2 separate regions of the Canis lupus genome follow, and region 2 is linked to region 1. The links are chromatin contacts, called in public Hi-C maps. All regions are on one chromosome and are shown on one strand. Each heading gives the region's core, a stretch centred on a gene start, on an enhancer-like site or on the middle of the called end of the contact. The rest is flanking DNA. Distances are from core to core; before and after follow the strand shown. Region 1 holds the start of HECTD2 (probable E3 ubiquitin-protein ligase HECTD2). Region 2 holds the start of PPP1R3C (protein phosphatase 1 regulatory subunit 3C).

Region 1 (6,971 bases), core at 2,593-5,092:
TCACCTCTCCACAGCAACAAGGCCAAACCATGCACCCTGATGGTTTTCTGAGGTCTCTATCTTGAGCCTCTTGAGGATCTCTTAACTAGAACTGCTAGAACCACCATTTCTCTCCATTCCCCCACCTTTTTGATTTCTGATGTGCCTTTCACTTAATCCATACTTTTCACCAGTCCATTCAAATGTTGCTCCATAAACTAAGTAGACTTGAAGAAATGTAGTTAAAATACAGATTTCATAGAGCACTTAATTTAGTACATAAAGCATGAATTTTCAATCTTAGCTACATCTGAGAATTAAAAAGAAGTCTAAGCCCCATCCACAGAAATTCATTCAACTGGTTTGCAATAGAAACTGAGCAATGATGGCTCTAAAAGTTCCCGAGGTGGTTCCACTGTGCATCAAAGGCTGAAAACAGTTGCTCTGAGGTGAGACCTTCGAATCAGGAATCAGGATTTTAACGTGCCACCAGGGAAACTCTGGTCAGGTTTGAGAACATTTTGTTAGGCACTTCCCGGCTAGAATGGACTTCCCTCACACTAAAGTGGTCTTAGAATCAATCACTTTAGGGCTGCTTTTTCCAGCACCCTCAATCCCACCCTTGCACATTTCTTTATACTTCTAGGATATAGTCCCAGCTCTTCAAGCTTAATTTGGGTCATCGTAACCTGGCTTTCTTCTTATGCTAGGGAGCTGTCACTCTAAATTATTTCCAAACTCCCATAAAAATGTAATAGAATGATTTTTGGAAAAAGCCAATAATGTAGGGTCACATTAATTGAGTCATAAACTTAGTCTACATAGAACTGTTCACCTGGGGCAAAAAGAATCACTAAAGTGGCCCAAAGACAAAGTTACTGATGGTAATCAGGTTCCTAAGCAAACCTCCAGAAGCTTCATCTAATCCGCACCAGAGGCTGAAAAACAACCAAACAGGCCACAAACTGTCTTTTCCTGATCCTCCACACCAAGGCCTTCCAAGTCACCTGCTGCTGAACTCAGATATCATCCCAACTCTCCTGCCCTCTGGAGGGCTAAACACATATTTTCCATTCAAGGTTTTAAAAACTTAAAACTCTACTCTTGTTTAGCTAGTAGTAAAAATCCATAAACCTTTATTCATACTTCTGAAATCCTATAAGCTTTTAAAACTGAAAGGTTTTTATAACTCATATGGTGACAAAACATATACCTGACCTAAACTCGGACAATCCAACCTGATGTGAACTGATATGAAGCTATTAACACTTAAGCCTGCCTTTACCTCACTTAGTGTGAACACACACATACATTTCACTCCAGAGCTACTGACATGCTTGACTACAAAGAATTAGTTGGCCAGGACCTCACTGTGGATGTTATCTATAACATATGCATTGAATTGCCTTTCTAAACTCTGAAAAACTCTGGATTCCAAAACTCTAAACTCCAAGGGCTTCAGGAAACAGTCTGTAGACCTGGGTCCATATTGTGTCAATTTCTCCAAGTTTTTATTCCAAACCTTCAATTTTTCAGTTACACTGAGATAAATATGTTTTGGGAAGGGTGCTAACTTGAGGACCTAAACCATTTCATATAACTGTTTCTTATAAGCATATACGTTCATTGTTTTAAACAACTGATTTAGAATTTTTTGCATGTTCGGAATGTCCTGAATAAACTCTGAAAGCCTAGGGTACAAATGCAGGAACCAAGTCTGCAGAAGTTGGGTGACAAAGTCCTTTAACGCATTTCCCTAAGTGATTCTTTACCGCGCACAACTCCAATAGACCACTCGATTGCAGCTATATTTTAATACGTATGTCCTTTTATTATTGTCCACATCTTGCTAATTTAATAAGCAGAGCTTGTTCTAACAATTTCCAGTCCTTAGACATTTTTGAAAAACCTACAGAATCAAAACATTATTCCTAACACTTTAAAGAGTGAGCTATTTTAGTAACTTCTTAGTCATTTAAGAGGGAGGTTTCAAGAAATGAATTGCAAGTAGGAATAAAAAAAATGTATCATGTTCTCTAAACTTTTACTATTTTGTCAAGCACAGATGCATGACAAGTCATGGCCTTTAAATGTATGAAAGCAAACTTTCAAAAAGTATTTAAATGTTAAGTCAAATAAAAATCTCAAAAATCAGAGATTAATTTGTGTGTGTGTGCTCCAAAGTAACGAGAGTCATAACCACCAGTAAAAACAGGGAAGGGGGGGGGGGAGCTGTCCCATTACATCATCTGGCAATATGTAGTTTGAAGCCTCAGAGCCCTCTCCAAATAATCCTTAAGAAAATCCAGCTGGGAAATCATCCCTGTGAAGCTTAGATAACTTGAGTTTAAATAAAAGGTTAAAAAAGCCTCCCCGCCTTACGTCACATGTCTGTGCCTTATGAAAAATAAAACCATCACTGAGGCATCTACCTCCCACTATCCTGACAGCAACGGAAAGGTCACAATTAAGTGGAAACTCGTCGCACAGCCTGTTCAATCAGAGGGGGGAAGGGAAGGAAAGGCGAAGAGATTCCAGGGGGAAAATCTCCGCGCCCCAAAGGCAGGCGGGCACCTCCGCGGAAAACCCACTGTCCCCTGCCCGACACATTGTCCTCACCCAACAGATGTGATCACGTCGACCCCGGGGCGCTGGTCACTTCCTTAGAGAAAGTGCCCCCTCCCAGGCAATAACCGCGAACAGGCAGCCGACGCCCCCCCCCCCCAACATTTCCCAGTTTTCGTGGAAGGTGCAGCTCGAGAAGCGCCGGCGGCTGTCCACGAGGCACACCCCGCGCCAGCCGGCGGGGACCGCTCGGAGCATCTCCGCCGTCGGGCCTCGGGTCGCCGGGCGCCCGCGCCCCCGCCCCCGCCCCCCCCCTCCGACGCCAGCCGTCGGGGCGCCCGCGGCCCCCGCCCGCACCTACCGCCGCAGCCGCCTACGGGCGCACCAGCGACAGACACGATGGGCGGCAGCTCTCGGCCCGGCTCCCTTCCTTCCTGTCCTCCTGGCACGGCCGCGCCAGCTCGGGCGGCGCGGCGGCGAGGGAACCCGCCCGATTACTAATGTCGGGCAGGGCGGAGGGAGAGAGCAGGAGCGACGGCGGAGCGGGGAGGAGGGCAGGAGGTGGGGGGGGGAGGCATGATGCAGAGGCAGCGAGAGGGCTCTGGGACAGCCGCTACCAAAAAGCCGCCGGCAGCCGAAGCAAGCGCACGCCCCAGGCGAGCCCGAGCACGCGCCCGCCCGGCCCCCGAGCGCCGGCCCGGATGCCCCCGCCGCCGCCCCCGCCCGCCGCGGCCGCCGCCCCGCACCCCCCGCCCCGCGCTCCCGGGACGCGCGGGTACGCCGCCCGCAGCTGCTGCGGGCCGCCCCCGAGGGCTGGGACCCGGGGCCCTGCGGCCGACGCCGGCGGCCATGTTGCTCGCCGCCTGCCGCCGACCCGGCCAGCAGGCCGTGCGCCGGGGGGTCTGCACGCGGGACGAGGCGAGGCCCGCCGAGGGTGGCGCCGGGAGCGAGAGCGCGCGGGTGGCGGGGTTAGCGCGGGGCGGCCGCGGCCTGGGCCCCGGGACGGCGGGCGTGGGCCGGCGGCCTTGCCCCCCCGCGGCCGCAGAGCCGCGCGCCTTGGGGTCACGACCCGGCCCCGGCCCCGCCCCGCCCCCGCCCCCGCGAGCGCCCGGGAGCCTGCGCATCCTCGGGCGACTGCCTTTCCTTCCTTAGCCCACCGATTCTTTCCAGATGCCCTGAGAGCCTCCACCTACGGAAGAAGGATCTGGGGGCGGGGGGAAGTGAGACGTCGTGGGCTCCACCTTCTCCGCCACCGGGCTGGACGGCCAGGCCACACTTTCCATTCCTGTTCCTTCGTCCCCCCTTCGGCTGCCAAGTCCGCCTCTCCCTTCCCGTCCCCACGCGCCTACATCTCGCTCTCTCCCTGCATCGCTTTCCTGCCTCCTATCCCTGCTTTGTTCCTTTCCTTTTATAAGTTACAGATGGACAGACTCAAATTCCGCTGCTGCTCAGTCTCCTATTCCTTAATGTCAGAACATTAATATGGGTAAGAACTTTCAAACTGAAGAGGAAAGCTTTTAATCATAACATGAACACCTCCCCCTCCCCGCCCGCCAAGCCACACAGACGATTTCCTTTCCTTGCTGGTCTCCACCGCCCCCCTCCTTTCCCTTTTCTCTGTCTACTGGAGCCGCGGAGACACCTGCAGATCTAAGAGGAGGGAGAGTGAGAATGCGCTGTGTCGCCTATTAAAAATAGGCAATTTCTCGACATTCAAGTCTTCAGGTTTTTAGGCTTTGTTATTTTATTTGAGCTTGAGTGAATTTCAGATCGAGGATACCCAGATCCAAATGTGAGAACAGCCGGGTGGCGCAGCGGTTTGGCGCCGCCTGCAGCCCGGGGTGTGATCCTGGAGTCCGAGATCGAGTCCCACGTCGGGCTCCCTGCGTAGAGTCGGCTTCTCCCTCTGTCTTTGTCTCTGCCACCCCCCCCCCTTCTCTCTCTCTCTCTCTCTTTCATGAATAAATAGATAAAATCCAAAAAAAAAAAGAACCAAAAATATATCTGAAACAAAGCCAAAGATGATGTTTGAATTACCTGTTGTTTTACATAATTCAGAATTATTAGCATAACTAAGTACTAAAGTGCATCGTTGGATGAGGTTGCATCTTTTTCAAACCCAGAATTTGTAGCAAGCACATCTGAAGCAACCAGTGGAATGAATATAGCAGTTAGTACTGAGTTAATTTCTTTTTTTTTTTTTTTTTAAGATTATTTATTTGTTCATGAGAGACAGAAAGAGAGGTAGAGACACAGGCAGAGGGAGAAGCAGGCTCCTCACAGGGAGCCCGATGTGGGACTCATCCCAGAACTCCAGGGCCAATCACGCCCTGAGCCAAAGACAGATGCTCAACCCCTGAGCCACCCAGGCGTCGGCGTCCCTATTCAGTTAATTTCTAAGTTATAAATTCTGACTCATTTATTGAAAGGCTTTCTAGTTTTAATATAGTTGCTGTCGTCACCTGTTTAAATATTAATTAGTTAAAAATATGGAGTGAGTGCCATATAGTCAGGAAAAAGTATTTATGTGCCAAATAGCCTTGGAGGGAAATGATGTATACAGACATTACTTTGAAACATTCTTCTATTTTTCTTGAATTCTCTTTCAGGATTTTCTTTCCTTCTTAAACCTCTGAAATACTCATCCTATAGAGAGGAACATGCAATCACATCCTACTTTTAGCAGGTCAGCTTGCTGATCTTTTGCTATGGCAACAACTCAAATGTTGTTTTAGAAAGAGAAGCCTTTATTTTAACTATAATTCAATATATTCTGGGCTGCCAAGCTAGGTTGGTAGAACAAATACTGGGGGGAGGGGCAGAAGTATTCTCCTTCTTACTGTTTTCAACTAGATTGAGTAATTTGTGATAAAAATGCTTGGATGAGAAACCACTTAAAGTACATGCCTTATGCTTTCTCTTTTCCTGTGTAAGACTAAATAAAAGTGTGTCTGTACATGTAGTCACATTCAGTAGAACAAAATGCCTAAATATTGGCAAAACAAGGCAAGTCAGAAATTTTAATTTCTGCTACTGCATTAGTATGGATAATCCATTTCTAAACAAGTCCACTGATTAATTCACCTGTGAGTTATGTTCCAAAAATCATATTTTGCTGATGTTTTCTTTTACTTCCTACTAAATACTTTGTCCTGTAGGCACCACTCCATCCTTCTTTAATGCACATGAACTCCAGGGTGGGGGTTGGAGTCCAGATGGAGCTGCTAGAACACTGCAGAATGATAGCCCGTGGGGAACTAATGGGCTTGAGAGGCACATTCCCAACCACCACCAATGTGCCTCCAGGCCCCACAAGGCTTGTAGAGCAGGACGTGCTGAGAGCTCCAGCCGTTCTGTGCAAAGGTGCAGAGATGCTTTTCAGCTATGTAAGTGTCAGCCAGAAGTGCAACAGTGATGGCTTCCGAGTATAAACTCATTAGCCTTCGGAAGACTGGCAGTGAAGCTGGAGAAACATTTCACCTTCCTGAATCCAGGTGGAAAACCAAGCTCATTAATTATACCTATGCAGAATAGGAGTTTGAGGGGGGGGGGGGGGGGAGATAGGTCAGAGAATTGGTCATTTCCATGGGAGAAAAGGAAGAAAAGGAAGGACCAAATTACAAGGTAATGGAAAGTCTAATTATAGACAACATTCTATTATAATTACATAGAATAATACTAATCTAGTGAATAATAGCAAAGTTTTGGCAGGTCATTTACGAGTGACTTATAGCTATGAAATAGTAAGCTTGTTTTGTTAAAGAAAATGTCCTTTCACATTTCAACTGACTGTTATCCTAAAGTAGTAGTAAACTTGGAAAAAGACACGATTTTAGCCATGTTGGCATTGTTAAAAACATTGTTAGAACGCTTCCTTAGGTTTAATGACTATGGCTTTTAAAAATTACTATTTAAAAAATAGGGATCCCTGGGTGGCGCAGCGGTTTGGCGCCTGCCTTTGGCCCAGGGCGCGATCCTGGAGACCCGGGATCGAATCCCACATCGGGCTCCCGGTGCATGGAGCCTGCTTCTCCCTCTGCCTGTGTCTCTGCCTCTCTCTCTCTCTCTGTGTGACTGTCATAAATAAATAAAAAAATATTATTAAAAAAATATAAAAATAAAAATAAAAAATAGCTTTTCCGCTCTTTCCCCGAGCAGCCTGAGGTGACCTCTGAAAATGGTTTGCTACTCACTGGACCCAGAATACCCTACAAAATTCTGCAAATCGAGAGGTTCAGATCTTTGTGTTCACTTTAAGAACACGCTTGAAGCTGCCGTGGCCATCAAGGGTATGCATTTCTGAAAAGCCACCAAGTATCTGAAAGATGTCACTTTGCAGAAGCAGTGTGTGCCGTTCCGTTGCTACAATGGTGGAGTTGGTAAGTGTGTGCAGGCCAAACAGTGGGGCTGGACACAGGGTCAGTGGC
Region 2 (6,971 bases), core at 1,739-4,238, 170 kb before region 1:
AGATCACAATACAGTCTTATTACTTTATGTTTCTCTATAACTTTAATTGGTAATATCCCCTTTTTTAGTTTAACATGTGATCATGAGTAGAATAAAATCTCTACGTACTGTTCCAATTTTGGCTCTGACCTAACCAGTCCCTGGTAAACAGCTCAGTCTGAGTTTTAGATTTATCATCTGTGGGAAAAAAAAAAAAAGACTTAGAACCAGTGATAATGTCAGGCACCTTCCACCATCTATCATGCTAATTGTCAATGGGTAATTAAAGGAAGACAATGTGGGCAGCCCCGGTGGCGGCGTGGCGCAGCGGTTTAGGTTTAGCGCCGCCTTCAGCCCAGGGCGTGATCCTGGAGACCCTTGATTGAGTCCCCTCAGGCTCTCTGCATGGAGCCTGCTTCTCCCTCTGCCTGTGTCTCTGCCTCTCATTCTCTCTCTCTGTCTCTATGAATAAATAAATAAAATCTTTAAAAAAAAATAAAGGAAGACAATATGGTACAATGGTTCTTGTTCTGACATCAGCCAGCTTCTAATCCCCAGATCCACTTTGGGTAGATTTTTTGACCTCGCAGTGCCCTCGTTTCCTTATCTCTAAAAGTGGAATTAATAATAGTATACACCGTCTAGAGTTGTTCTGAGATAAAAATAGGTAAGACACATACTGTGGGACCCAGGAAATTTAACAAAAATCCCCTACCCCTGGACAAGCAGAGCAGGACTAACTCCATTTTGTGCTATACCCGCCACCTCCTGTATGACCGCCACATGACCTGCTTATTGCTTAAGGCACTGCCCCACCCTAGTCAAGCCGCTAGGCACACCCTAATCAGAAATCGGCTCATAACAATGTAACCCTGCCTTGTGCCCGCCAAAACTGCTCCCGATTCTGACCAAAGTAATAGGCCAGCTCAAGTGGATACTATACGGGAAGATGTAATTCAATCGGCCACCTGCGTGTGGACCGACACGACTGTGCAACTTGCTGCGTATCCCATTGGCCACTGGCCCCTATAAAGCTGCTACGCCTCTTAGTCTCGGGGTCCAAGTCCCTGCTCCGCTGTGTTGGGTGCACTTGGACCCAAGCTCGAGCTTGTAAATAAACCCTCGTGTGATTGCATCGGTGTTGGCTCCTTGGCGGTTTCTGGGGGGTTTCTCGGATTCGGGATCTTGGGCACAATAATACAACACTTAAAACAGTATTTGGACATAGTAAAGGCCCAATAAACAGTAGCTATCTATCAATATAATAGCTCAGGCACTGGCCATCTGTAGTAATGGAATAATAACTAAAACTGAGGAGTACTGATATGAGAACTACCAGGAGTTGAACACATGCACTGGACACTCTGTTTTCTCAGCAGCAGAGTTTTATGTAATCTTTGGAGCAATTTCACTATCTCCACTTTGTGAGGAAGTTGAGGCTAAAACTTGCTTAGATTCATGTAGCTTGTATGTCAAACCCAGAGACTGTGTCACCTACAGCTAGTTTTGGTTGGGCTGGGGGGCTAGAAGATCTGCTACTAGTTGGATGTTTCTTTCCAAAAACGAAACTCAAGCATTAAGTACCATCCCTGGTGATACTCAGCATGGGTGTCTTTCTTTTTATTTTAGAAACTCTATTTTAAAAATTCCAGAGATGCCTGGGTAGCTCAGCCGTTGAGGGTCTGCCTTCGGCTCAGGCCGAGCTTCTGGAGTCCAGTGATAGAGTTCCGCATCAGACTCCCTGTGGGGAGCCTGCTTCTCCCTCTGCCTGTGTCTCTGCCTCTCTCTGTGGCTCTCATGAATAAATAAATGAAATGTTAAAAAAAATTCCAGTGTTTGACAGTAATTTAAAAGACACAGGGATTTTTAAAAACATTTTACACACTTTATTACTTTTTTAAGATTTTATTTATTTATTCATGAGAGGCGCACACACACATACACAGAGGCAGAGACACAGGCAGAGGGAGAAGCAGGCTCCATGCAGGGAGTCCCATGTGGGACTCGATCCCAATACCCAAGGATCACGCCCTGAGCAGAAGGCAGACGCTTAACCGCTGAGCCACCCAGGCGTCCCTGCACACTTTAATTGGCTCATGGATATGGAAGTTAATAGAGGAAAGCTAGGAAATGGGTTTTTAGAAAAACAATTTATACTCGACTTAGATATTTAATTTTATGGTTGTAATTGATGGTCTAAAACTCCCCAAACTAAACAAAGTAACGAAACCTCAGCAAAAGTAACTGGCTTGGGAGAGTCCTGATACTTACAGGGAGATATTTTGACATTTTGGTTTCCACCTCACTGCCAAAGGACATCAGAACGGAGTTGAGAGACTTGGATTGACCACTGTGAGCAAAAAAGGCCATTTCATTCTGGCTTCAGTTTTCTCTTCCAAGGAGAAAAACTGAAGAACAGATTGGAATACAAAGTGCCTTTTAATTAAATGCCACGTCCTTGTTCTACGGGTCTAGCATGCTTTATTAGCAACACTTGTAGAGAGGTTGATAATAATTCTTAGCAGCCTTGGTCCACTCTGTGGTGGATTTTTGGATTTCACCCTAATTTAAAAATGCACCCAACCTCTGAATGCTTAGGCTAAGGTGAGGGAGAAGACGAGAAGATGTACCAACCAGTGAAAAAGATAAACATTTCGAATATGACAGACATTTGCTAGAAGCCACAACTCTCCCTGCTTAGGTTTAACTGTGCACAAACGCTCCAGGACGCAGAAGGCGTCCGCTGCCCCCAGGGCCGCACTGAGCCGGCGCCCAGGGGGCGAGGTTTGCTGCTCCCCGGCCCGCGGCCCGCCCGCTACGTGCTGCTCGCCGCCGCCTCCACGCCCCCCTCGCCCAGGGTTCGCGTTACCGAGCGCGCTGCAGCTGCGGGCCGGGCCGGGTCCCCCGCGCTCCCCCGCGGACCACGGCGATCACGTTCCCAGCGCGAGGGCTCGCGCCCTAGCCGGGCGCTGATAGGTCGTGCCGCGGGGCCAGCCGCTCGGGGATTGGTGCGAAGGACGGGCTCACGTGGTCCGGGGCAGATAAGCGGCCTCTCCCCGCCGCACCCTCCATCCGCCCGAGCTCCTGCCGAACGGAGGTGGCCGCGAGCTGGGCGCGAACTTGCGCGGGTCCGCCGCCGCCCGGTGGCCCAATGAGCTGCACCAGGTAGGTTCGCCGCAGACGCCCCGCACCAGAGCGGAGGGGAGCGCACAGCTGCAGGGCGGTTGGGCTGCGTGGTCCTTCGGGCATCGCTGAAAATGGAGACGCCAGAGGAGGGCTAGCTGGCTGACTGCTGAGCTGAATCTGGCCCCAGGGAAGCCTCGGCTGGTGGAGATTTGCTCAGTGCTTCTCAGCCAAAGCTTATTTTGGTAATTAGCATCCCAAACCAGAAACTCTTAACTGTGAGTCAGCTTTAGCTCTAGTATCCGTTATCTTTTGATCTTTTCATCCCGCACAAATGCCCCAAGGACTGGGGCAGCTTGTGGGAACAGCACCTTGACGTTACGGATTGTGTTGTTTAGCCTGGGGGAAACTGCAGTGTGTCTGCATTCTGTCGCCCTCCTCCACGCTTCTTATCACGGTTTGCCATAGTAAACTTAGCCGGGGAGTTTGAGCAAATGATGATTTTCTAACTTTTGGCCAGGAACTCACCAAATCCTAAAACTGTCTTTCTATAACAGCAAAAAGTAAAAAATGCAAAACAAAGCCACAAAACAATAAAAATCCTCCATAAAACTACTTTAAATAGCTTACCCAGACATAACTTACTTAGCAGAACACTTCTCTAAAAATCCTGCCTGTTAACTAATATTAGGCTCACAAATATAGCTTTAGCTTTCATTTGTTTGTTCTAAGTGTGTAGGCCTTCCAGAAAAATCTCAGGACTAATAAATTCTGTGAATGTTCTTACATTATCCATTTTGTGTTAATGACCATTTGCCTATGTGCTTAGAGCTGCTGTGAAAAATTACTGAAGCCAGATTGAGAAATGTCATTATAGTATACATATACCTCCTATCTGTAAGGAGAGGACAGGGAAAAAAGAATCCATAAGCTAGGCAATACGTATGAAGGGCTAAAGGCCAGGAAAAACTTCATGGAACTTCTTAATTTAACATTGCTGAGCATAGTTATGTTTAAACTTTTAAATAGCTTTATTATCTTGCTAGTTATTAATATCCATTGCCAAACATTAGAAAATACCAAAAAAAGTACAAAGATAAAAATAGGTCATCACTGCCCAGAGATACGTAACTTTTTGGTGTATTTCATTAATTCATATATACAACATACATTGAAAACAGTCCAATTTTAAAGTAATTAGCTTTTGTCACCTAAATGTGGGTTTGTCATGGATATCTTTCTAGATGAAATATAGATTGTGTGAAGTTTTTCTTTAAGTGTATGAAGTGCTGATCTGCATTTCAGTTGGTTATTTGTGAAAATGAGGAAGAACATGATAAAATGCAAAGCTAATCCTCTGGCTTCATTCTTTCCAGCCTTCTCTCAAAACTGTTCCATAAGAATTTTATTGCTATTTATTTTTCTTTTTAAGTGGATTACTTTTCCAGAGAAGGGTAGTCAATTTAACAGCAAGATCATCAGAGCAGCTAGAGGGAGCAGAGTCTGGAATCATGGTTCTGGAACTTGTCTGGTCACCAGTATTACCTGGGAAGCTGTAAGAGCATCTCTACTACCCCTGTCCCCACTCACAGAGGGTTTGCCTCAGCAGCTCTAAGTCCTAGGAATTGGCATTAAAAAGAAAGAAAGAAAACAAACTCTCTAGGCCATTGTGATTAGACAGGTTTGAGAACCACTGGCTTTGAACAAAGCAAATGGTTCTTAGAGCTATATTAGAGATTATCACATGCAGCCCTTTCATTTTTCAGACCCCCACATGTTTTAAGCAGTTAACCCACGGCCTTGTAGTCTGCCAGGGCATAGCCAAATATAGGATGCAAATCTGATCATCTAATACTGTTTTATTTTACTACATCTGATAGCACATCCCTGATGCTTACTGTGCTGGTTACAGTTTAGAAAATACAAAAATAGTATATATATATTTGGAGCCAGGGGAAGAGCATTACAGATTCAGGTGATAACCCCTCTTCTTTTTGTATTCCAGAATGATCCAGGTTTTAGATCCGCGACCTTTGACAAATTCAGTCATGCCAGTGGATGTGGCCATGAGGCTCTGCTTGGCTCATTCGCCACCTCTGAAGAGTTTCCTGGGCCCTTATGATGATCTCCAACGAAGAAATTTTGTGAACAAGTTAAAGCCCTTGAAATCATGTCTCAATATAAAACAGGAAGCCAAATCACAGAATGAGTGGAAGCAGTCACATGACCAAGCCAAGAAGCGGGTTGTGTTTGCTGACTCCAAGGGGCTCTCTCTCACCGCCATCCACGTCTTCTCGGACCTCCCAGAAGAACCAGCGTGGGATCTCCAGTTTGATCTCTTGGACCTTAACGATATCTCCTCTGGCTTAAAACTCCACGAGGAGAAAAACTTGATTTTAGATTTTCCCCAGCCTTCAACTGATTACTTAAGTTTTCGGAACCACTTTCAGAAGAATTTTGTCTGTCTGGAGAACTGCTCTTTGCAAGAGCGAACAGTGACTGGAACTGTGAAAGTGAAAAACATGAGCTTTGAGAAAAAGGTTCAGATTCGTATCACTTTTGATACCTGGAAGAGTTATACTGATGTTGACTGTAACTACATGAAAAATGTGTATGGTGCCTCAGATAGTGACACCTTCTCATTTGCCGTTGACTTACCCTCTGTCATTCCAACTGAGGAGAAAATTGAGTTCTGCATTTCTTACCATGCTAATGGGCAGGTCTTCTGGGACAACAACGAGGGTCAGAATTACAGAATTGTCCATGTGCAATGGAAACCTGATGGAGTGCAGACACAGATGGCATCTCAGGACTGTGTATTCCACCAGGTGCCCCCCAAGACTGAGTCAGAGACATCCATCTTTGGCAGTCCAAGGCTGGCCAGTGGGCTCTTCCCAGAATGGCAGAGCTGGGGGAGAATGGAGAACTTGGCTTCTTATCGATGATTAAGTAACCTAGTGACTGGTTTTGACCTGGCATATTTCCCATGTAATTCTCGGTCTGTATTGCTCAATATTAGGAAGTCTTTGCTACTTTCCTTCAGTAGGTTTAGTTTTGAGCTTTTGAGACCTGGCTATAAAAAGATAGCCACTTGAGAATTTAGTGTCGAGGTATATACTGCCTAGTATTGCTTTGGAGGATCAAGTAACAGCCTGGAACCCTATTTTTGTAAAAGCAATACTGTTCCAATGCCCTTTCTCCTTCCATCTAAATTCACTAGCTTTCATGGTGGGCAAGGAATGGTTGAGAAAGGACAGTTGGTGGTGATAGAAAGCTGTTCTAATGGTATGAGGAATGTCTGAGAAGTGCGCACAAAGGGCTCTGCAGCTCAAGTCTGTGTAGGAGCGGTTTGATACTTCGCTATTGGTGAGAAAATGTAAGGTTACTTTGTGCTTTTAAGTTGGTTTTACACTTCTCTCCTAAGGAAATAATTTGTGTTGGGGGAGGGAAGATTCTATTTTCTATATTCTTGTGGAGAAAAACCAAACAAACTTTAGGGGTGTTGAGTGGTATTGGGGAAAGGTGAATAATAACTCTGGAGAGTCAAGATTTTAAATGAAGCTTTTCTTTTCAAACGATTTATGAAAAAGCATGATTTGGGGAAAGTTTAAGCAAATCTTGCTTTGCAGTCCTTATGTTATAAGTGATTTTGTTTGTGATCAAGGCATCATGCTTAGGTAGTCAGTCCAGAATGCTACCCAACCAAAAAAACCATACCATCATCAGTGGTTAACAACCATGGGGATTCTGTTATGTCAAAGATTGCTCTTTGCAAGTGCCTTGATTAAGCCAGAATATTATGTTATTCCTAAATATCTGAAGGGTCATCTGATAATTCATGAGTGACTTTATAAGAAGGTCCATTCTGT

What was found. Hi-C and Micro-C count contacts between places; a contact is called where the count stands out from the background.
Region 2: a contact with region 1 is called in a Hi-C map of skin fibroblasts, with 4 times the contacts expected there. The contact joins the promoter of PPP1R3C here to the promoter of HECTD2 in region 1. A contact is called at or near these places in 2 of 9 Hi-C or Micro-C datasets (amygdala and skin fibroblasts).

What each region holds. Positions count from the first base shown.
Region 1 is chr28:6,175,650-6,182,620 of UU_Cfam_GSD_1.0, reverse strand. HECTD2 (probable E3 ubiquitin-protein ligase HECTD2) reads right to left here and starts at 3,842. Exons shown (of 21, transcript XM_038578182.1): 1 at 3,738-3,842. The coding sequence starts at 3,827. It overlaps LOC106557967 (a long non-coding RNA gene), which reads left to right and starts at 3,642. Exons shown (of 3, transcript XR_005380418.1): 1 at 3,642-4,030; 2 at 6,703-6,923.
Region 2 is chr28:6,343,416-6,350,386 of UU_Cfam_GSD_1.0, reverse strand. PPP1R3C (protein phosphatase 1 regulatory subunit 3C) reads left to right here and starts at 2,988. Exons shown (of 2, transcript XM_038578183.1): 1 at 2,988-3,144; 2 at 5,108-6,971. The coding sequence starts at 3,131. The coding sequence ends at 6,047. LOC106557985 (a long non-coding RNA gene) reads right to left here and starts at 4,827. Exons shown (of 4, transcript XR_005380420.1): 1 at 2,849-4,827; 2 at 2,251-2,329; 3 at 109-177.